4 separate regions of the Mus musculus genome follow, and regions 1, 2 and 3 are each linked to region 4. A link is a contact called in public promoter capture Hi-C data. All regions are on one chromosome and are shown on one strand. Each heading gives the region's core, a stretch centred on a gene start, on an enhancer-like site or on the middle of the called end of the contact. The rest is flanking DNA. Distances are from core to core; before and after follow the strand shown.

Region 1 (5,169 bases), core at 2,205-4,704, 590 kb after region 4:
ATTAGCTACCACCCCTCATAAGACACTTCTCTTTAAAGCAAATGGAGACCATCACAAAAGCAAAACAACAAACAAACAAACAAACCAAAAAAACCCCACCACAACAGGACACAATGCAGAGATCAACCGATTATGGGGAGCCCAGCCCCAGCAGGTGCATCTCCACCACAGTTCCTGCATCTGTGGTCTGGAAACATCATGGAAGAGGGGTAGGAAGGATCATAAGAACCAGAATATCAGCAGATGGCAGTGAAATGGTCTCTCTTAGAAATGGCTGCAAAACCCAGATCAGAACAATGGTGATCTCAATGGACATGCTAATGTGGAAGGAAGAAAATCTCATCATGTTCCCATCCCTATACAAAAAAAATTACAGCAACTAATGATCATTGGGAGAATTAGCCTCATCTAGGATAACCCCTCCCCCAACCCCAAACTGATTGTCCAATTCAAAGTTGTCAAACTTGACCTGTCTCCGGTGAGGCTTTGCCAGTGCCTGGCAAATACAGAAGTGGATGCTCACAGTCAGCTATTGGATGGAACACAGGGCCCCCAATGGAGGAGCTAGAGAAAGTACCCAAAGAGCTGAAGGGATCTGCAACCCTATAGGTGAAACAACAATATGAACTAACCAGTACCCCCAGAACTCGTGTCTCTAGCTACATATGTAGCAGAAGGTGCCCTAGTTGGCCATCATTGGGAAGAGAGGCCCCTTGGTCTAGCAAACTTTATATGCCTCAGTACAGGGGAACGCCAGGGCCAGGAAGTGGTAGTAAGTGGGTAGGGGAGCAGGGCAGGGGAGGGGGTATAGGAGACATTTGGGATAGCATTTGAAATGTAAATGAAGACAATATCTAATAAAAAAAATCAAACTTGAAACTATATAAGAACCACCAACAAAAATAGACTCATCTGGGTGGTGGTGGCACACACCTTTAATCCCAGCACTTGGAAGGCAGAGGCAGATGGATCTTTGAGATCAAGGCTAGCCTGGTCTACCCATGGAATTCCAGGGCAGCCAAAGATACACAGAGAAACTCTGTCTCGAAAAACAAAACAAAACAAAACAAAACAAAATTTGTTGTTGGCTTGGTAAGATGGCTCACCAAGTACTTGCTGCCAAGCCTGCCAAGTTGAGTCCAATCCCACACAGCAGAAAACTGTCTCTCAAGTTGTCCTCTGACCCCGCATCTATATACTGCAAATGCAGACCCACCCCCCCTCTCAATAATGTAATTTTTAAAATCTAAAACTATTCTTGGTGTGAGGTATGAGGGCACACATCTGTAATTCCAGCACTTGGGAGATAAAAGCCTGAGGATCGCTACAAATTCAAAGTCAGCCTAGGAGCAACGAGAGATCCTTTATCACACACACACACACACACACACACACTCACGGTATATGTGCACTTACATACCAAAGATTTCATATTTAAGGGATCTGTCACTACAATTACTTGATATAGAGGAGAAACACCCAAGTTAGCAACAGCAGGGATCTAAATTGCATTATCTGAGTGGGGTCCAAAGGTTCACATGGAAGGTTGTGGGGCAAAAGTTGAATACACAACTTAAGGCTTGCCAAGGAAAACCCTGGAATACAAGCAGAACAGCCTGGACATTGTACCAAGCTTAAGGTAATTTTCAGCCCTGGCTGCTGAGCAGAATAGCCTGGAGAGTTTTAAGAGGTATACCACAGCCTGCCTCCCTCCAGATCAAAGGTAAAGTCTGGGAAGGTGACTGTAACAAACAATCCAGTTAAGAAACCATTGGGCTTGACCACAGGAAGGAACAGCGTGAGATAACATTAAGACCTGGCTTTACTGCCAGGGGTTCCAAGCTTGCTATCTGTGGAAGCTTCTCTTCTAGCTGGAGTTAAACAGTGCGTGCATGTGCATGTGCAAGTGTGTGTGCGCGCGCACATGTGTGTGTTTCATACAAAACTAGCTCACTGTAAAATCTTTTTTAAAAAAACTTCTGTGATGTTCTATAGACGACTAGGGTAGAAAATAACTATTCTAGGTGGCCCTTACCACACTGAATGGAAATGCTTTTGTATCAAAAGAGTTCTACATTTCATCAATGCACAGACTACTACAATCACCAAACTACTAAAGCTAATCTATACAAAAGTCATAATGTTTAGACTACTGCCCAACCTTTTGACATTGTGACACAAACTTGTCTTTACAAGGTTCACTCTCTGGAACCATACAATGAAATTAAGAAAGGAAAAAAAGAAACCCTCAAGGGATTGGATATGTTTTCAATTTTGGGTTGGACCACTTTTATGTTCATTCTGGGTCACAAGTGGCTGTTGGCCTTTGGCATGCTTCTTGATACAGCTTTCATTCACAACTCTTGGCTTCTCAATGAATCTTCCTCAGTTTGCAACAAATACGTTGTGTATTTCCCAAGCAAATGGAAACATAGTATCCATACAGCAAGTCAAGTGTTCTGAGGGAAAGGAAAAGGTCACCGAGGAAACTGTCGGCCCTGCAAAGAGCAGATCTGACTGGCCATGGGGAAAAGCTACTGCAGGGTCCACTTACTCATCAAAGTTTCCTTTAAGACTCTGCCACTGTTACCCATAAAGTCGGCCAGACCTATCATGTTTGTTAATTCACTCAACTTAGTGGTAAAATGTTATCTGAACATTAGTTGGTTTTGGCAGTTAGTTTTTTGTGGTCTCTTATCTACAGATGAGGTCAATAAAAGCAAAAAAGACCCCACAGAGAGAAGAGAACTCTATCCCCAAAATGCCCAACCTCAGCCAAGCGTCCAGAAACCTCATGCTTGTTCAGGAAATTTGAAATCGGACAAGAATGCCATTCGCATGGACCAGTGCTATTCAGAAGCAAAAAGATGGGCTTCTAAAAAGAAAACGTCAGCCTAACTCTCCGACACAGAGGTGAAAGTTACAAAAGCAAGCAGCGAGTTTGACGAGTGGATCAGAAGGAAAGTCAGAAGACAAGTAAAGAGATGGAAGGGATGGCAAAAGGTGAAGGAGGCTAGCAAAGGCCACCCGGTGGGGACCTGGCTGCCCAGCTCTTTATGCACCCAGGACAGCATGGGGCCTCTGTCCGCCGGCGCGCACCGGGAGCAGGGCGAGCTCCCTCAGGCCTGGCACCCAGGGTGCGAGCATGCCGGAGTGAAGAGAGCGATCGCCCCGGGATAGGTGGGGAGTTCTGGGGACCCCAGGAACGAGGGGCACTCAGCCTAGCCCTCACCTCCCGCGGCTAGGAGGGGGTGGGTGGAGCTGAGCCCGGGGCCGCCCCCCGGAGCCGCCCCCGCAGCCGCGGTCCCGGCTGTCAGCGCCCCCTCCCGCGGCCACTCACCCGCCGGTGACGCGCTCCGGGCCACGGCGGCGGCGACCCCCGCCTGGGTCATGGTCCCAGGAGCGGAAGGCAGCGGTGTCTGGCCGTCTAGGCGAGCCTCTGGGTCCGCGGCCGCCCCCTGCTTCTGCGGGGCTGGGGGAGCGCGGGCCCGGGCCCTCCTCTCCCCCCGCCCCCGCCGCCTCTCCTCGCGGCCACCGCCGCCGCAGCGAGCCCGAGCCCTCGAGGCCGGAGACCCGGCGGCAGCACGGCCTCAACTTTCCCAGCCCCCCTCCCCCCGCCCCTCCCGCCCCTCCCGCGGCCGCCGCTCGGCACGCGCACAGCCTAGCCTGGATGCGCCTCGCTCCCGCCCCGACCAACCGGCCGGCCAATCCGGTGCTGGGGAGGCTGCCACCGTGGCCAGTCAGAAGCCGGGATTCCGCTGCGCTAGGCTGGAGGGCGGGAGGAGAAGGAGGGAAAAGCTAGGAGGGAACAGGCCTCGGGCGGCCCAATGACCAAGGCCGGGGGGCGGAGGTGTGCAAGTTGGGTTGAAAGAACAGGAAATATTCTTAAAGGTAGAGTGACAGGCAGAAAGGAAAGCCAGTAGGTGGATGAGAAAGAGGTGGGCCTGGTTCCTTAAAGGGGACGCTTTGAGAAGCTAGGAAAAAAAAAAAAAAAAAGAGGTTTTTAAGAAACTTCCTCGCACCCTGTTCTGTATTATGCTTATGGCAGCTTTCAATGCAAGCGTAGAAATGAAAAAAACTGAAGAGGAGGAGAGTGGCAAAAGATAGACAAGTACCTTTAGCCTGGAGGGTTAGAAGGTGGTAAATGAAGGTGGAAAATCCAGTCCTATGTGACTTCCCTCAGTGCACTATCTTTGGATATTGGAGACTGCAGGAATTCGTATACGGTGGACTCTTGACGTCCTTTATTTGCACGAAGCCCGTTTTCAGAAAGGTTCTGCAGTCCCCTGCTAAGGAAGTGAGTGCGTGGCTTTGGGGGATGGGATTGGAACCTTAAATTTAGGCTACTAGACACCCTTATTTAGGACCGGAGACCTCAGCGTCCTCTAAAGTGCCTTTGGAGCTCTTGAACTATCCAGCTATCTTTTTCTAGTTTTGTTTCATTTCACAAGCCCGCCTCCCCGAGACAGGTGTCTGATTCTCCACCTAGTGGTGGTGAAAGATTTATGAGCTTTTCACAACCAGATATAGCCAATTGGACTGGAACGCAGGGCATAATAGAAATACTACTTGAACCTATGTACAGTAGAAACAGACCTTGCATTGAGAAAAAGGTTAACAGTAACCCCGTTTTATGTTTCCTCCGCACTTTGAAAATCTGTGATAAAATAGGCCCTTACTGTTACTTCAAATTTGGTGCTAATAGGCAGTTTGATTTCTTTTTCACTTCCTTGTCCCATCTGGGCCAGGCCAGTGAGTTTTTTTGTTGTTGTTGCTGTTTTTCGAGACAGGGTTCTCTGTGTAGCCCTGGCTGTCCTGGAACTCACTTTGTAGACCAGGCTGGCCTTGAACTCAGAAATCCGCCTGCCTCTGCTTCCCAAGTGCTGGGATTAAAGGCTTGCACCACCACCCACCGCCCAGCTTGCTAGTGAGTTTTAATTAACTTTTGAATACGTTTGTCATTCCCTAGTCCCTAGCAGCAGAGACCTTAGGATCAGATCTGTAATAGTAATACTAATAATACATCCATGAATCTATAATGTTAATATATGTCCAGCTACACGAAATCATTTCGATGTCAGTATAAATATAAGGTTTTATGGGTAACACATATCAAATCCGGGCTACACGTAACTTCCTGAACTATAATAAATTAATTCTAATTTAAAA
Region 2 (5,510 bases), core at 1,540-4,039, 890 kb before region 4:
AAGAGGCATGGTCCACAGATGGAAATTAATCTTCAAAGATAACTGTGATGTTGTTTTAACGATAAAATGACCCTGGGCAGTGCAGGGCATATAGTTAACACTCATTAGGCATCAGTCCTACTACGACTACTCCTTTCACAGATGCAATGAATACTAGTAGTAAATTCTTGGGGGATTTGTAGGAGAAATTGCTTTCTCCTACATAGTGATTATACGAGCAAAACCATGTCAGAAGGTGACATTTGAACATAATCCACTAGACACATAAATGATGGCCTGGGTGCTCATGAGACAGATGTCTTCATGCTTACATTGTCTTTTTGCATAGGGAGATTCAGGAGGACCTTTGTCTTGTCGAAGAAAGAGTGATGGAAAATGGATTCTGACTGGCATTGTTAGCTGGGGACATGGATGTGGAAGACCCAATTTTCCTGGTGTCTACACAAGGGTGTCAAGCTTTGTTCCCTGGATTCATAAGTATGTCCCTTCTCTTTTGTAACTGTAACAGATGGATTGTTAACTGTGACTTATATGAGGATAGATCCTTGAAAAAGAATGTAAGTATTATCAATAAAATTAATCATTTTTTCAACTGAAAGTGTCAGATTGAGCACATAACTAATATTCATTGTAAGGCAGACAAATTAATATATATTCCATAAAAGTCCCCAAGGATATAATGATATTAATTCAAAAATATCAAAATGTTACTGACTCATGGATGGAAGAAAACTAAAGTAATGGCACAAACCAAGTCTCTAAAATAAAGTGAGAACTTAGAGAGATAGGTGTTCTTCCTCTGTGTTCCAATGCAAGAAGAGACATTTACAAGGATTGAGACAAACATGGCACATAGTAAGATATCTCTGGGAAGCCATACCTGACTGTCAGCATTATCACAAAACTCAATGCACAAAACAAAGGCACCTCATAAATGGAAATTTAGCAAAACTCAGTAACTGGCAGAGGAGGTAGCAAATGTGTTGGTTTCCAATGCAATTTGATCTGTCGGCATCAAGATGGATCATGGGTGCACAGCATCATGTTGCCTACAAAGAAACTGACCCACCCCACACAAAACTCAGGGTTTCCAATCTTCACTAAGCGACAGAAAGCAGAATGGTAAGAGGTGGACTGAGGCATACCTCTGAGCTCTTGGTCACACAGGTGGCCAGCAGTGAAAGGCCAGATGCATTTTGGGTGAGTGTTCTGAAAGTCAAACTTTTCAGGTATGCTATCTCCTGGCTTCTGGTTGTTTTTGTAAAATTTAAAGGGCCAAGATTTCAATTTGTTCTCAAAGCCTCGTAATGCATGGTTTGAATAGCTGTAAGTCTATAGTACTTGCTCAGCCCATCCCAGTTCTTGATTTATCTTAATTTAGAGAGTGTCTCACTCCATATTAGAACCGTATTTTTCCTGTCAGAGGGCAGAGTTAACCGTAGCACCAAACAAGTAAAATGGGATGAAAAAGAATTTCAAAGGAGAAATAGTAACACTATATTAAACAGGACTCAGAGCACTGCACAGAACTGTAGAGAAAGTAGAATTGAAAGGACAGAGAACAGGAAATGTTATTTTCCAAATTAGTAAAAGTGATTGGCAAATTATGACTACCCTGTGATAATGAGTATTTCCAGTTCATAGTACTTAGTTCAATTTTCTAAAAACACTTTCTTTGGGATTAAGGATAAACATCACAATAACAGCATCTCTCTGGTGACTGGTGATAAAACCCAGGGGTAGGGCCATATACCTGGGCTGAGCCCCTAGCACTGCAAAGAAAAGAGATATTTCCAAATATTTCTGGAATCCTCAAACTGGTCTTAATAACTATCTATGTGAGAGGAAGGAAATGGGGAGAGGATGGTGGTTCTGAAAAGAAGGTTTAGCTAGAGGCAAGATCTTTGGACCAATACCCAATACACACTTTGCTTTGCAAACGTAATTCCCGGCTCACTAAGCCAGTTCTGAGCTGTGCATGGGGTGTGGAAGGCATTGTATGCTTCCTGACACATGGGCCTTTTCTTCAGGTGCGGTGTTCATGACCCCTCCTCTCAAAGATAAACAATAATCAGTAAATCAGTAATGTTTATGAATTTTTGCTTCTGCGAGTCACTGTCTTCTGTGCTGAGAAACACAAGCGTATGAAGAACTCACACAGTGCCGATTGCCCTTACTAGTCTAAGGGATACTGATACTGCCCCTGTGCCTGAATCAGGAGGGGCGTGGCTGCTCCTTTCAATGGAGAGCAAAGCCATAGAGGTAGAGGTAGTGTATGAAAATTACTTCGGGGCTGTGTATTATTCATCTTCGTGTGTTCGGAATCAAGCATGCTGCCTGGCACACGGAAGATGATTCATAGCTGTTTGTTGATTTGGTAGATGAGCCCTCGCTAGACAGTGAGTACTGGAGTAAGTTTCAGCATCACACTGGTCCAGGTAGAAGGCTGGAAAGTTTCCGGAACCGCACCCTCCCCCGTCCCCCAACACCCTCCCCACCCAACCCTGCCTATCCCTTCCTTGCCACAGTCCAGCTTGCAATCAGGCCCTGTGAGCTTCTGCGGTCTGCATCCACACGGAAAGGCATTGCAGCTAGCACCCTGAACAAACCTGAAAAACAGCCGGTCCCACTTGCATCTACCTTTCCTGAGCAAGGTCAGCTAACCAAAGCCGGAGTGCTTCCACTCTCTCTGGCTTCGCCCCTCCCCTCCAGGTCCGCCACCGCAGGCCTATCTGGCGCCGCCCGAGGTCTACCTGCCGCGCCTGGTGGGTGGAGTGTGAGCTGAGTAGTCTCCCTGTGCTGGACTCTGCACCCTTAGGTGCTAGAGTCTTGCCTCTCAGCGGAGCCTCCGTCTTCGGCGCTGCCATGGAAGAAGGGTCCAGATCCCAATCGCCCCGGGAAGAGCTGGAGCTCTCGATGCTGGACGGGCCTCAGGAAGAGCTGACACCTCTCAACAATGACCTTCGGATCCAGCCTAACTCCGCTGAGGACCCTAGCCCAGCCCAGGTAAGGACTTAGGGTTCTGGCGTGACAGCAGGGAAGGGGCCTGGCACCACTTAAAGGCTCCAAAGCGTCCTTCCAGCGCCCAGGACACGCAAAGAAGGGGAGGTTAAAGAAAGCAAGAACTTTTGGAATTTCTTAGATCAGACCCCTCCATTATGAGACTCGGACCTCGCCTAGAGACTTCAGGAATCCTGTAGAGGGGCGTGGCTGCTCCTTTCAATGGAGAGCAAAGCCTTAGAGGTAGAGGTGCTGTTTGAAAATTATGTAACTTTTAACTTGTTTTTCTTTCCCAAATAAAAATAGAGTGATGGATTGAATCATATTGTCTCTCTCCCCGTTCGCTTCTCCGCTTTCTCTCTCTCCCCTTTCTCCCTTCCAGCACCCCACCACCACCTCTAGGGGCGTGCAATCCACTGTCTCCTACCTTTAACCAGCCCTATGTCCTCCGCGCCCTCCCCCCACCTTCAAACACATTTTGTTATCTCCCACTTTGGCCACTGCTTCCTCCAGAAGAAAAGCAGGCAAAGAACACGAGGAGGAAAGAGCTGCTGCGTCCAGACTGAGGGTTGTGAACTGTTGTGAACTTGCCAGCTTAGTACAAGGGAAATACTTTCTAAGTTCTACCTAAGAACTAGCCTCACTGTCTTTTCATCTCTGAGGAAGTCCTTAAGGGTGTGTAGGTTGAACCCTTCTCTGATATCATAACATTACTCACAGATCAAATACTTGTAAAACATCAGAGAGTTTGAATGCTGAGCCACCTGTCTTCTCATCAACTCCAAAGGTTTACTTGAGTTTTACTGGGCACACTCAATTTTCTGGACGCATTGTTTTAGCCTGGTTTTTCTCACCCCACTCCACCCCCATCCCTCTTGGGCTCAAGTTCTGACTTTAGTAGAATTCAAAGCTCGAAAACATTACTCTTGGTCCACTGTGATTCCTGAAAACACTGTGTGGCAATGCCTTATTTTATGAGTACCCTGGAGTCTAAGTTGGCACCTTCTGTTTGTATGAAATAAGACCACAGATGAGTGAAAATCGGAAGGTAATGCCTGAAGGCCAGTGCAAGAAGCCATAATCAGGAACTTTCTGTATGATTCTCCAGGGCAGAGCCTGGGCAGGAGAATTAGAAATACTTACCTCAAGTTAGTCAGGCCCAGTACATCCCCAAAGATTGAGACATTCTCCAGGGGGGAAAAAGTGTTTGAGCCCAGAGACGCTGTGAAACAATCTTAATGTCATATGCTCCATTTATGTGAAACAATGTTAATACCATATGCTCCGTTTAGGCCCTGAGAGCCCTAGAGAACAGTTGAGAACACGCCAAATCCATACCAGGTATCAGAATCTTACATTTGCGTAGCACCTGCTTTGTAAAGAATAGGCTTCAGTGTCCTAGTGACTTCCTTGTTAGTCAGACGTATGTAGATGTGCCAGACTTCCTTGTAATTTGGCGTTGTAGGTGTCTAAATAGGAAAATTTCAATAACTGATAGAATGGGGTGAGGGTAGAGAACCTGAAGAGCGTTCTAGAAATACTGGAATGGTAGCACTTTACTGAGAAGAGAGAGGACAAAACCTCAAACCCTTCCCTAGCATGTTCATCAGTCTCTGACTCTAGAGAATAGGTTGAAATGTGTTTCAACATGAATGGTCAGTTAGTGACGTTCATTCAGTAAGGACTGGTTAGCACAAGCACATGGTCTATATACTTAAAATTTTTGTGTCCCCATCTTAAGTTGTGTGATAATAGTTCTGACTTTTGTTCTTATTTAAGTCCATACACTTTCCAAAGCATATGTTTTGTACCTATTGCTGCTATGTGCAACTGTGTAACACATCAATGCAGCTAATTATTAAGGGTAGAAGGAGCTGCCCTAGTTAGCATGAACTGTCAACTTGAGACAGCAAAAAATCACCTGACAAGAGTCTCAGTTGAGTAACTGTATCAGGTTGATCTGTGGGTATGTTTGTAAGGGATTGTCTTGATTATCTATTGATAAGGGAGGATCCAGGCTACTGTTGGGGATATCATTCCTGGACGGGTAGTCCTGGGCTATAAGAAAACTGGTTCAGCATGAGCCAGTGTGAAAGCTAGCTAACAGCATTCCGTCATAAATTCTGCTTCAGATTCCTCCTTGAGGTCCTGCCCTGACTTCCCTCAAGGAAGGCCTCTGACCTAGAAGTGTAAGCCAAATAAGGAAGCCCTTCCTTCCTTCTTCCCCCACCCCTCCAAGTTAGTTTTGTTCAGAGTGTTAGGTCATAGGGACACAGATAAAAGTGGAAGAGGAGGGTGCTAGTTTTCTGGTTTGACAGATGAAATAGCTGACTGAAGAAGCTGAAGCTCCAGAGATACAGCCCAGCAGCTCAGGGTCACTCAGTGGGGCCTTCTAAAGTTCAGACTCAATGACTTTCAATGTCTCAGGTCTACATTGTTCATCAGTTTTAAGAAAACATTACTTTGATTTCCTCCTCCTCTCTCTCTCTCTCTCTCTCTCTCTCTCTCTC
Region 3 (5,519 bases), core at 2,353-4,852, 840 kb before region 4:
ATTGTGACTGTGAATTGTAGACAAGCCTCTGCAGCATCATATAGACACCAACAGTCCCAGGCGCCTGTCTTCTTAAAAGGCTTACTGTCTTCATGTTTATGATCTCTCTCTCTCTCTCTCTCTCTCTCTCTCTCTCTCTCTCTCTCTCTCTCTCTCTCTCTCTCTCTCTCTCTCATTCTCCCATTCTTTTATTTTATCCCATCATGTGATATATGCTCTTAAATAGATGGTCAATGACACCTCTCAAAATACATAATTCTCAGCTTGCATTGAAGAAATGCAGCCTTGGATGGGAAGGACTTTTGGGTCCCTGCCTCTAAGATAGTCTTGGATTTTCTGTTTGTTTTTCAGGTCCTCTTTCAAATGTACCTCCTGAAACACTATGACAATTGCTGCCAACTTCTGTAGGTCACAGAACAACAGGCTTTGCCACAATTTGGAATTCTTAGACCTTAGGTCCTAGTACGGTACAAGGTTCTTTCCTTCGTTGTTGCCTAAGACTGAGTACTCAAAAGGCCACCCAGGAAGAATGCATAAAGCTGCAGTAGATTTGCAGCACTGGCTTTTACACAAGCAGCTCTCCAGAAGCCTTTCAACCTCTTGACATGGGAGAGTGCATTTAACTCAGAAATAGAAACTCAAGGCTTAACATGACAAAGCTAAGGCAGAGATTTGAGCACAAAGGTATATTATTCCACAAACAAAGAAGCAACAGGATTTCAGATCTTTATTTCAGGTTGTACCAGGGACTTACACATCTGATTTCCTGTTGCCAAGGAGACACAGGCTCTTAGAATTGCAGCATGTCTCCTGTTCAGTGTAAGGCAGTCTTGTTGTCTATCTGTCCTTCACACACTCACCACCATAATGGATGGCCTCAGCTGTGGGGGATGTGTAGCCTCCACCCTGATAAATCCTTCTTCCTGGGTAGCTGGGTAGCATATACTCTCACCTGCATGTTCTTCCCTTGGCACTGAGTCTCAGATTCCAAGGTGTTTCCTGCATGTCCAGCTGCCATCTAAGATTTAAATATCAGAAATGGACCAAGTGTTTCCTTCCATAATCCGCACTGAAGTTCTATGTTTCTCTCAACTTTTTTTGTTTCTTTTGTTTATGTGCAATCCTGAACCATCTAAGCATTTCCCTCATTGCCCTGTCATCTATGAATGGCCCCTTCTGAAGCTCGGAGCACTGCCGGTGGTTTCAGATCTAACATCTTTATCACTACAAGAAACAGTCCATCTGTGATGCTAAAAACATTCCTGAGAATCCTCATCAGCCTGAAAATACCACCTCACCTTTTATTCACTGAGTTTCCAGGGCCTGCACCCAAGTAATAGGCTTCAATGAGTTAGCACCTTTCTCAGAAATTCAAAGAACAAGGGATATATAGAAAGGGAAGGAAAGAATAAAATAGAGACAATAAAGTCATTCACTGGATTGGATTTCTGTTTAAACTCTTTTTTTCCCAATTTGCTGGAAATTGAGAATATGAAGAAGTAAAATTGGTGAGTACTTCTTTGTATGCACCAGTCTTTTTATGCGCTGCATTCCATTTAGTTTCAGAACAAGGCCATCAGTTGATGCTATTGTCCTGTTATTTATTAAAAAGGAATCTGGGGACAGAATTTAGGCAACTTGTTTGAGGTTCTACAACCAAGAAGGGGGAAAAGCTGGGTTTCCTTTTGGGAAAATGCTTTTCTCTAAGACCTTGGGCTCTTCCTGTTAGGAAGAGATATTTTCTGTCCTCTGATCTACAGAGACATAGAAAGGAATGTGCCCACGGGGATAAAAGAAGAAAGATGGACAACAGGTGCCAGCATAGGAAGAGGGATGCTGGAATAACTGGGCAATTATTTAGGGATACAAAATAATATCTGAACCATGCATTGATGTATAAGACTAAATGTAAATTAATAAATCACACACTAAAACAATGAGTGTGTGAATTGGTAAGGAAGGACTACCAGGAATGAGCACAGGGAAAGAAACCTAAGGGATTTCCTGAAAGAATTGGATCATCTTTAAAATGTAATGAACACAGATAATAAAAATCAAACCACAGACTAGAAAACAATATTAATTTCTGCAATATTTATGAAAAGAAACCATTAAAAATACAAATAGCTTTTAACTTCAGAAACGTAATACACTAAACCTCAAAGAAAAATTAATTGAAGGCATACTGGCTCTTAGTAGAAAAGGAAATACAAGTGACTATCAGATATAGGAGCTAAAATAAAGACTGTGGGTATAAAGCTGTAACTCTAAGTGTGGTTAGCAGCTCATCTCATCTTCTTCTGCTTGTATTTCTATACACTTCACCTTCTCATAGTAAATATACTTTGGTGCTACACCACTTAACCCCACAGCAAAGTTCTGAAACACGAAAGTGCAGGTATGTCATCTATCACTGCTTCTTCATCTATACCATATCTTCATTTTGCTTTCTCTCTCCTCAGGAATGCTTCCAGTCATCAGTCTAGCACTGAGTACCTGCTGTGTGCCAGAAACAAAGGCAAGAACCAGGCATTCACAAAGCAGTGAGCAGAAATTAAGAAGCAATTGTGCTTTACAGGATGTCACAGGGAGCTATAAGGGCAGCCATTCATAATCTTACTAAGGCTACTAGAAGCAGGAGGAGGCTTGGGAGAGTCCAGGGCAAATACTGGCTCTCTGGAAAAGACGTGAATACTGCCAAGCCTCCTTTGGGTAAGTAGCATTTGTGTAAGACGTCATTTTTCTATGTTCCCCTTTATATGTTATATAAGACCAAGGCAGCAAGGAAGACCCCCTGCCAGACCTCTATAGATCACCTAACTTTATACCATAGAAATTCTCTTATTTTGTGTGATCATATTTTCTTTTACATGTGTTCTCTTTGATTGAATGAAAAATTTGCTCTGAAAATTGAGAAGAGTCCCCCATCACTGAGACCTTCTCTGTCAGGGACCATGGTGCCACCATCTACACTTGGAACCTCCGGGTAGGATTATAAATTTTTTTTCCATTTAAAATGAGGAGACCAAAGTCCAGGAAGATGAAGGCAAGTCTTCTCCCTAGTGACAAGACCTTTTCCTTAACCCGCCTATAAGTGTACTAACTGCCGTCTCAACATGGCAGGAAATGTGGTGTTTATTTTAAATTTATAAAGACTCCCCGAAAGGGTGGGCACATATAACTCATTCAGGAACATCCAGGGCCCAAGAAAGGATGCCTTTCCCCAGCCCCAGGACAGCTGTTTCATTTCTTAGATGGACAGGAGTCCTCCTTTAATAAGTTCTTTCTCTCATTTCACCTGTTCTTATGTTCTCATTGTCTCTGTGTGTGAAAACCTGTAAGGATAGTCACATGGTGTATGGCTCAGGAGGGACTGAATTCTTGTCACACCCCTTCCCTAGTCCATTCACCCTAAAAGCTGTCCTCTTTTTTTCTTTCACCTCTGGCTCAGGTCTCTGCTCGCAGGAGGGAGTGAGCTCACCTGGTTGTCCTCTGCAAACAGTTCCCCATGAGGCAGGCCCCTCAGCACCTTCCCTCTGGTAGTCTCCACTTCCTTCTCAGCCGGCTTGCACCTTGGTCTGGCACTGTGCTCTGTAACTGGCAGTTTCCGACTGACAGTAGCTTCAGAGCTGCTCTGGTCACCCGTGTAGAGTCAGAAAGAGGAGGTGCCTGCTGGATGGTGGAGGAAGAGGCTGAGGGGGAGATGAGAGGCACATTTGTGTGTCTTGAAAGACCAGGGCCTTGATGCACCAGACTATTAACCAAAGGAAAAAAAGGTTGGTTAGGGAGAGGGTTAGCCACTAGGGAGTCCCAGGCTTTTCCTAACGGAGGAACCATGGGAGATTTTCCATGGCAGACACCTGTATTTAGTAAGAAAGTCAAATGGGAGAGGATCATTGTTTAGAAGCAAACAAAACAAAAAAGTCTGAAATATCAAATACCCCCCCTCAAAAAAAAAAAAAAACTCCAAAAGGGAAAACAGAATCAAGCCACAGTCTAGCTGGGCATATATAAACTTTCAAAATGTACTCACGAGCACATATACTGGAGTAACTGTACAAACAAGGCAAGTTGAGAGGGACCATTGCTGAGTGAAGTGGCCACAGAGCCATAGAGAGGGGAATCATAGGGTAAAATGGTTTGATGTGGGAAATGGGAAAAATAGGAGCACTCTAATTACTGTGTGTGTGTGTGTGTGTGTGTGTGTGTGTGTGTGTGTGTGTGTGAAGGATGATAAATCCAGAAGGAAGAAGGTAAAATAACAGTAAGGATGGCTGAAAAAGTCATAAGGAGTCATACTACTAGCTCTCTACCTAAAAATACCTGTAGTTATGGAAGTCCGTGCATAAATATATTGGTTTAAATAAAAATTCCCCATCTTGTCTGACAATGCCTCCTCCAAAAGTCAAAATTCATCTAACCGAAACGGCAGCACCACCCTTTATAAATCATCTTTTGAGCTGTTGGTTAGGGCTATCAAAGACTCCCTAAACACAGAGCCTTATTGCTATTGCTCTTGGCTGCCCTCTAAAGGCAGAATTTGAGTCCATATTGCTGCAGATACCTTGCATTTCAGAGGCCCAGACTCCCAGGACCCAGAAATAACCTGAATATCTCCTGGACTGCTTGCCAGGAGCACCCCACTCCCTGCACAGACAGGTGGCAATGATATTAGGAAAGGATCTTGTTCTTTGTCTCCACCGTAGTGGCTGTGTGTCTGTGCCTTCTTTACTATGGTACTAAGGATGTGTAAACTGTATATAAGTTATACTGCTTAAATGAATCCTGGGACTGCAATCATCGTTTGAATGATGGTTGTTTCTTGTTTGGTTACTCATTTGTTCATCCCGTCAACAAGTGTGTGTTGAGAACCTACTGTGTGCCGAGGACCTTGGGCTCAACAGTGAGCAGAACAGAGGAGATATATTTCTTTATTTGACTTTCAGCAATACAGAAGTCATATCTAAGGCAAACAGCAGGATGGGGACTGTCTTAGTTATTGTTCTGTTGCTGTGAAAGACAATATGAACAAATCACCCCGTATGGAAGAAAGTAATTGTGGGCTTGCTTCCAGTTTCAGGGGATTCACTCTGGTGGAAAGCAGACAGGCGTGGCCTAGGAGCAGTCGCTGAGAACTTCACATCCTGATCTGCAGGCAGCAGAGAGAACAAGGACTTTGCCTTGTTTGGGATTTTTTTGAAAGCTTTAACCACCACCACCACCACCCTCCCCCACAACTGAAAAAAGGTCACACATACTTTAACAAGGCCACACCTCCTAATTCTCCCCAAATGTTTACACTGGCTGTTTACAACCAGAGTCAAAGCATTAGGGGCGGGGATTGAAAAATCAGTCTGCCTTGTCATTTTGGGTTATTGAATCCCAGTTTTCAAGTTTCAGTTTTACTACCGACCACTAGATGAAGACACTGAGCTGTGGAAGTCTCAGATACCAGGAAAGAAAATGTGTTGATTCTGCAAGAGGTGGAGCTGGGCATTCACTACATTGTTGGTGTGGTA
Region 4 (5,417 bases), core at 1,552-4,051:
AAAAAAACTAACATTCTCAACACACTATGGTTTTAATATTCCTCACATTTTTTACTTCAATATTTTCTGACTTACAATGTTCCTTAAGGATTTCTTTTTTTTTTCATCTCCCTCATTTAGATTGCTGGGAACTTTTAGTCAGCATTCTTGCACATGAGACACACACACACACACACACACACCTCTTAGTATTCTTATTCGCCAGAATCTTGAACATTAATGTCCAAAGGAAAACACACCTATGTGTTATGCTAACTGGCAAATGTATAGTTAGCACAAACTTTAAAAAGGAAGAAAGGGGTTAAATCGATGAGGCCTGTTCCTTGCTTTTCTGATGTGGCATTTAATCTCTATAGGGCTCAGTGTGTCTCCTCCTGTTGGTACCTGCCCCCTAGTGGAAGGCAAGGAAAATGAGTCAAAATTCTTTTAGGGAAGAAAACAGTAGAGGATTGTTGGTTCCTTTTTCTTGTTAGCAACTCATATTGGCAAAACCAGCAACTTCAATAAAAGGTGGGGTGATCTCAATCAGGACATGAAACTATAATTTGAACATAAGAACTTTGAAGACAATGGGACAAAATAAGGAGAAAGAAAAGCCACAGTCTGTGAACATGGAGGTCGTTCAGCCACGCACAAGATTAGATTCTTGTTAACTTCCCCTCGGGTGCTTTATTAAATAAACACCACAGGGTTTGAAGTTTAAAGTAAAATTTAAAAGTAAATAGGCAAAACAAGAGCATTCTATCTATCACTCACCCTGATGCCCTGCCCTCTCTCCTGTGCGAATGGATCTTACACAGAGGGAGCTACTCCTGTCGGCAGCAGCACTAAGCGAAGCCATAAAGTCTCAGCCCTGGCTGGCTTTCAACTCACAATCCTAAGTCATTCTTGGTGAACTTGTCATGTCAAAGCATGTGTATAAAGAAGTAATTTACTGATTGGCATTCTAAACGTTTGATGATTTTCTGATGCCAGCTTGGATTTCAGAGACTTGGAGAACGTAGTGTCTCCAATGCACGCCTTTAATCCCAGCACTTGGAAGGCAGAGGCAGGTGGGTTTCTGAGTTCAAGGCCAGCCTGGTCTACAAAGTGAGTTCCAGGACAGCCAGGGCTATACAGAGAACCCCTATCTGGGGGAGGGGGGGTGGGGGGGGGAGGACCTTTCAGCTTTCAAAATTCAAACTCTGCTATGTTTCCATTTTGTTGCTTTTTTGTCTGATCTACTAATACACAACCTGACACAACCTGACTGGGCTTTCCCTGTCAAATTGATCCTGCACAGACTTTAAAGGCTTTCTAGAGAAGCCCAACTACTGAAAGACTCAGGACACTCCCCCCCCCTTCAAATTATAAACAAATAATTAGCTTAGCGTTTTCAGCTGTGCTACAATGGGTGCCTCTCAGTGAAAAGCAATCCGGGTAAACTGCACACTCCAATGTTTTGTGGTGCTTATGGAAATAAGTACTGCGGACAAAGCACTTCACCGCCCTAAGCTTAGGTTCTAGCTATGTGAAACGGAGCTTTCTTCCATCCTGACCTCAATGGCTTGCTATGCACATCAAAAAGAACAGATAACTGAAAATTCTCAGCAGAAGGGTGCAGTGGTGGATCATAGTTATCTTACGTGTGCTCACCAGTAAGACTATCATGTGATGTTCTCTTTCTGGAAGATAGACCAAAATGTGATTTTTAAAGGAATTCTGGTGAAAGGAAAGAAATACCGTGTCTCCTTTAAATTGTTAAACTATACATTTCAGAGCTAAGTCTGTTGTTCCCTCGTAGCTACTGCAGCTACTAAAAGTGAAACATGAAAAAGCCTCCTACACGAACTCCCACCACCCTTCTACAGTGAAATCAGGACACCCGCACGGTAGCCCCAAATTCTATTGAACTCCTACAAAACTGCAGACATTGAGGCGTGCACCTCCTGATTCAGAAAGTGACTCCTGTAGCCCACATATCTTCAAGATAAAGGCAAATATACATCACAGATACACCAGTGTAACTGTATGTGTAAAGCCTGCAGTCACGAAAAGTGTCAGGAAAAAAAAAAAAAGATACGTTCCCAACTTACACTGTTGGCGAGGGAGACCAGAGATGATAGCTGGTTGTTGGTTTGGTTTTTGGTTTTTGGTTTTCCCCAAGAAGAAGATACAGAGACCCCCATGTCATTTTGATTGCTATGAATATGTGTTTAATTTATCCTGACCTGTCCTGAAGGGGGAGGGGAGATGAGGAAGCGACAGTGGAGGACATTATAGAACACAAAGCAAAAATAAATCAGACAAAGCAGAAAGTAGAGGTGACAAGGTAACCCATATCTGGAGCAACCCTTATCTCTACAACAGAAATTGGCTTGCGTTACCCAGCGAAAAGGGACAAGGCTTAAATGCTGCGCAGAACAGGTCTCTCCTCCCTTAGTCATTCTCCCCACCCACACCCCCCAAAAAATTTCAGACTCACCAGCCACAAAGACCCCCCATATTAAGAGCACTGCTAGGGCAGAAGTTCTCCAAAAGCAAAACATTTCGGTTTTCTGGTTTTCCGCCGCTCACTCGGTACTTTTTCTCCTCAGAGGTAAGGGAGCAGCAGTGACCATAACCCGGATCCCTCTTCTCTCGGGTTGGCTTCTGCGTGGTAGCGCACCTCTTAACCCATCCGCAGGGAGCAGCCCCGTCCTGCCTGCCAACTCCTTCCACTCGCGTGCTTTAGTCTGGCTTGGAAGAGAAGAAACTTCTCTGGGACTTGACACAGCAATGGATTTCCTGTGCAGAACCGTGAAGCAAAGACAGAGGAAGCTGACTGAGTGGGTTACTTTCAGCCCATTGGCTCTTTCTCTTCTCCTGCTGCTCACAGATAAACTGTACAGTAAGGCTCTGAACATGCCCAAGACAGATGGATGTGTCTAAACCTCCATTCAAAACTGAAGAGGGTTATCGATCGATTTTCGCCGCGTGCTTGTAAATTTCCTAACCACAATGAATTTCTGGAAAGTTCTCCAATATAATAATAATAATAATAATAATAATAATAATAATAATAATAATAGTGTGTATACCCTTCCTCAGTCTTTAATGCAGAATAAATATTTCTACTTGAAAATGCCATGGTGAGATTACTATCTAGTCTGGAACCCCACACATAATGCTGGGAGCATCAAATGCGTTTTTCTATTATTTTCTATTATTTCTATTATTACCCTAACAATCCCAAAATGAGAGGCTTAAACACAGCACTAATGCACTGCCCGGGAGTCAAAAGTCTGAACGTCATGATATGGGATTAAAATCAAGGCGTAGCCAGGCCTTTGCTTCTTCTGGAGACACGACCTTTTCCAGCACCCAGATGTCTCTGCGCTCTAGCCTGCGGCCATCGGACATCATTCTAACCTGTGTTCCATTGCCATAGCTGATCGCCTGATGATGACCCTTCTGCCTTCCTCTTACAAGGTCCTTTGCGATTAATTTGTCCAATGAGCATTGTCTGTTCATCCGAAGATCCTTAATTTAATTACATTCACATAGTCCCTTTTGCCACATCAGTGAACGTTCAGTCGCAGACCTCTGTGGGAGGCTCAGTACTGAATTTCCATTCTCTTTGACTTTCGAGGAGTTAGGTTGTTGTAGTCACAGATAACCGCCTTTGAGTTGTCATAGATCTGAGAGTCTAACTTCCCAGAAAAATTCTGTGTAATGTTACTAGTTAGTATAAACTTAGATTACAGTTGAGAAGAAGGAAAAAAAAAAAAAAAACCAAAAAACCTCTGTGGTAAGAATTTCCTACCCCTGAGCAAAATGCTCCAGGAAGAGGAAGAAAACATTGTCAACAGGAAAAAAAGATAAAACAGCACGAATTTTCAAAGTTAGCAATTCCCTCTTCCCTCTTGCCAAACATTAAACTCTATATATTACCCTCCTCCACCTCTCAAGCTTTCTCAGTGCACCATTCTGATTCAAAGGAACAAGGAGATAAGATCCTTAAGAGAAAGAAAGACTTGAAGACATGTCATTTAAATTTAAATACTGTTTTTCCATCACAAGAAGCTGTTGACACTGTAGGTTCTGAGGACAATCTGAGCAGTGCTTAATTCTCTGCCAAGCAACCTCAATGATACTGGTTCATTTTCTTAGCTGTGTCTGTATTTCTTTTCTATTTGATATTATAATGGCATGAGCTTTTGTCCATGTCATCAAAAAGTTTTGATGATCAGGGGAGCGAAATGGCTTAGTAGGTAAAGGTGTTTGCCACACAAGCCTGTAGACCTGATTGCAGTCCCCAGCAACTACATCAAAGTAGAGTGAGATAACATAGCCAGCCTTCACATTTGTACGATGGCATGTACATGTACACACACAAACATACACACACACACACACACAGCAGAGAGAGAACAAATTCTTTAATTTTGTTTTTCTTTTTTTTTTTATTCTTCTCTTCATTATTTATTTTTGAGATGGGATGGACTCAAACTTTCTGTGTATCCACGGATAACTGGGAACTCCTGGTTCTCCTGTCTTCACCTCCCCAATGCTGAGATTATACTGTGCCATGTGCTACCACAGTTAGTTTATGTGGTCCTGGGGATGAACCCATGGTTTCATGCATACTAGGCAAGACACTATAAATTGAGCCACATTCACAGCCTCGAAATTGTTTTAATTACTTTTGTTTTAAGTTACTTTCATTTGTTTTAATGATATAAAACAAACAATGATAAAAAACGAAAAAAACAAAAAAAAAATTGAAGCTAAGCTTCAGAGACCTTCTAAGTGTCCAATCAAAGGATTTCATGCTTGCCAATGGCCTGGCTGAGTTCTTCAGGTTCAGCTCCCATCCCCTCACAGCCCTGCCCCTCACAGCCCCACCCACCCCTTCAAGCAGTGATCTTTCAGACTCTCTCCTTGTGTGCTCATCTGAGAACAAATCACAGTCTTTAACCAGCTGTGTAAGAGTTGACTCAGTAACTTCCACACCATGGAGTTCATAAAGTAGGCTCACCAAGAGTCTACTTTGTCTCTCTACTTCTTCACACCTTCTGCCCTCAAGTCCCACAACCCAACTTTCCCAAGCCCCACCTTCTCTTCTTAAGGAGAACAGGTATTTACATTAAGGCCCCAGAAGCTTACTACCACTTCAGTTCTCTCTGAAGATGTACAACGAACATGACCACTATAAGAGAGGCACGTGTGCATCTTGTAAACGCTTCTCTCTGAAAAATCTCAAGGTCCTAGTTTCTCCCTGTGTCTACTTTTTGGTACCCGATCCCAGAAACCAGGACAGAAGAATGAAGAGAGATCAAGAGAGAGAAATTGCTCAAGCAGAAACACAAACCCTCCATCTTTCTCTCACTGTTATCTATTAAGAATAGAGGAATTTGTGGGCAAAAGAAAATAAAATCCAGAATGGGGTGGTGTAG

The links. Promoter capture Hi-C pulls out the DNA fragments that hold promoters and counts their contacts.
Region 1: a promoter capture Hi-C map of liver shows a contact between it and region 4, with 3 times the contacts expected there. The contact joins the promoter of Usf3 here to the promoter of Cd200r1 in region 4. A contact is called at or near these places in 2 of 39 promoter capture datasets (cranial neural crest and liver).
Region 2: a contact with region 4 is called in a promoter capture Hi-C map of hippocampal neurons, with 3 times the contacts expected there. The contact joins the promoter of BC016579 here to the promoter of Cd200r1 in region 4. A contact is called at or near these places in 7 of 39 promoter capture datasets (the C10 cell line, the HPC-7 cell line, cranial neural crest and 4 more) and 2 of 115 datasets of contacts at active chromatin or transcription factors (bone marrow-derived macrophages and large pre-B cells).
Region 3: a promoter capture Hi-C map of embryonic stem cells shows a contact between it and region 4, with 5 times the contacts expected there. The contact joins the promoter of Gcsam here to the promoter of Cd200r1 in region 4. A contact is called at or near these places in 14 of 39 promoter capture datasets (the 3T3-L1 cell line, 3T3-L1-derived adipocytes, the C10 cell line and 9 more), 4 of 484 Hi-C or Micro-C datasets (the N1E-115 cell line, embryonic fibroblasts, gonadal supporting cells and 1 more) and 2 of 9 other capture datasets (adipose tissue and macrophages).

The regions. Positions count from the first base shown.
Region 1 is chr16:44,171,682-44,176,850 of GRCm38.p6, reverse strand. It overlaps Usf3 (upstream transcription factor family member 3), which reads right to left and starts at 3,454. Exons shown (of 8, transcript NM_001029889.2): 1 at 3,341-3,454.
Region 2 is chr16:45,651,397-45,656,906 of GRCm38.p6, reverse strand. BC016579 (cDNA sequence, BC016579) reads left to right here and starts at 2,789. Exons shown (of 6, transcript NM_145389.2): 1 at 2,789-3,006. The coding sequence starts at 2,866. Tmprss7 (transmembrane serine protease 7) reads left to right here. Exons shown (of 18, transcript NM_172455.3): 18 at 329-590. The coding sequence ends at 499.
Region 3 is chr16:45,608,523-45,614,041 of GRCm38.p6, reverse strand. It overlaps Gcsam (germinal center associated, signaling and motility), which reads right to left and starts at 3,602. Exons shown (of 5, transcript NM_008099.4): 1 at 3,482-3,602. The coding sequence starts at 3,510.
Region 4 is chr16:44,763,120-44,768,536 of GRCm38.p6, reverse strand. Cd200r1 (CD200 receptor 1) reads right to left here and starts at 2,801. Exons shown (of 7, transcript NM_021325.3): 1 at 2,465-2,801. The coding sequence starts at 2,528.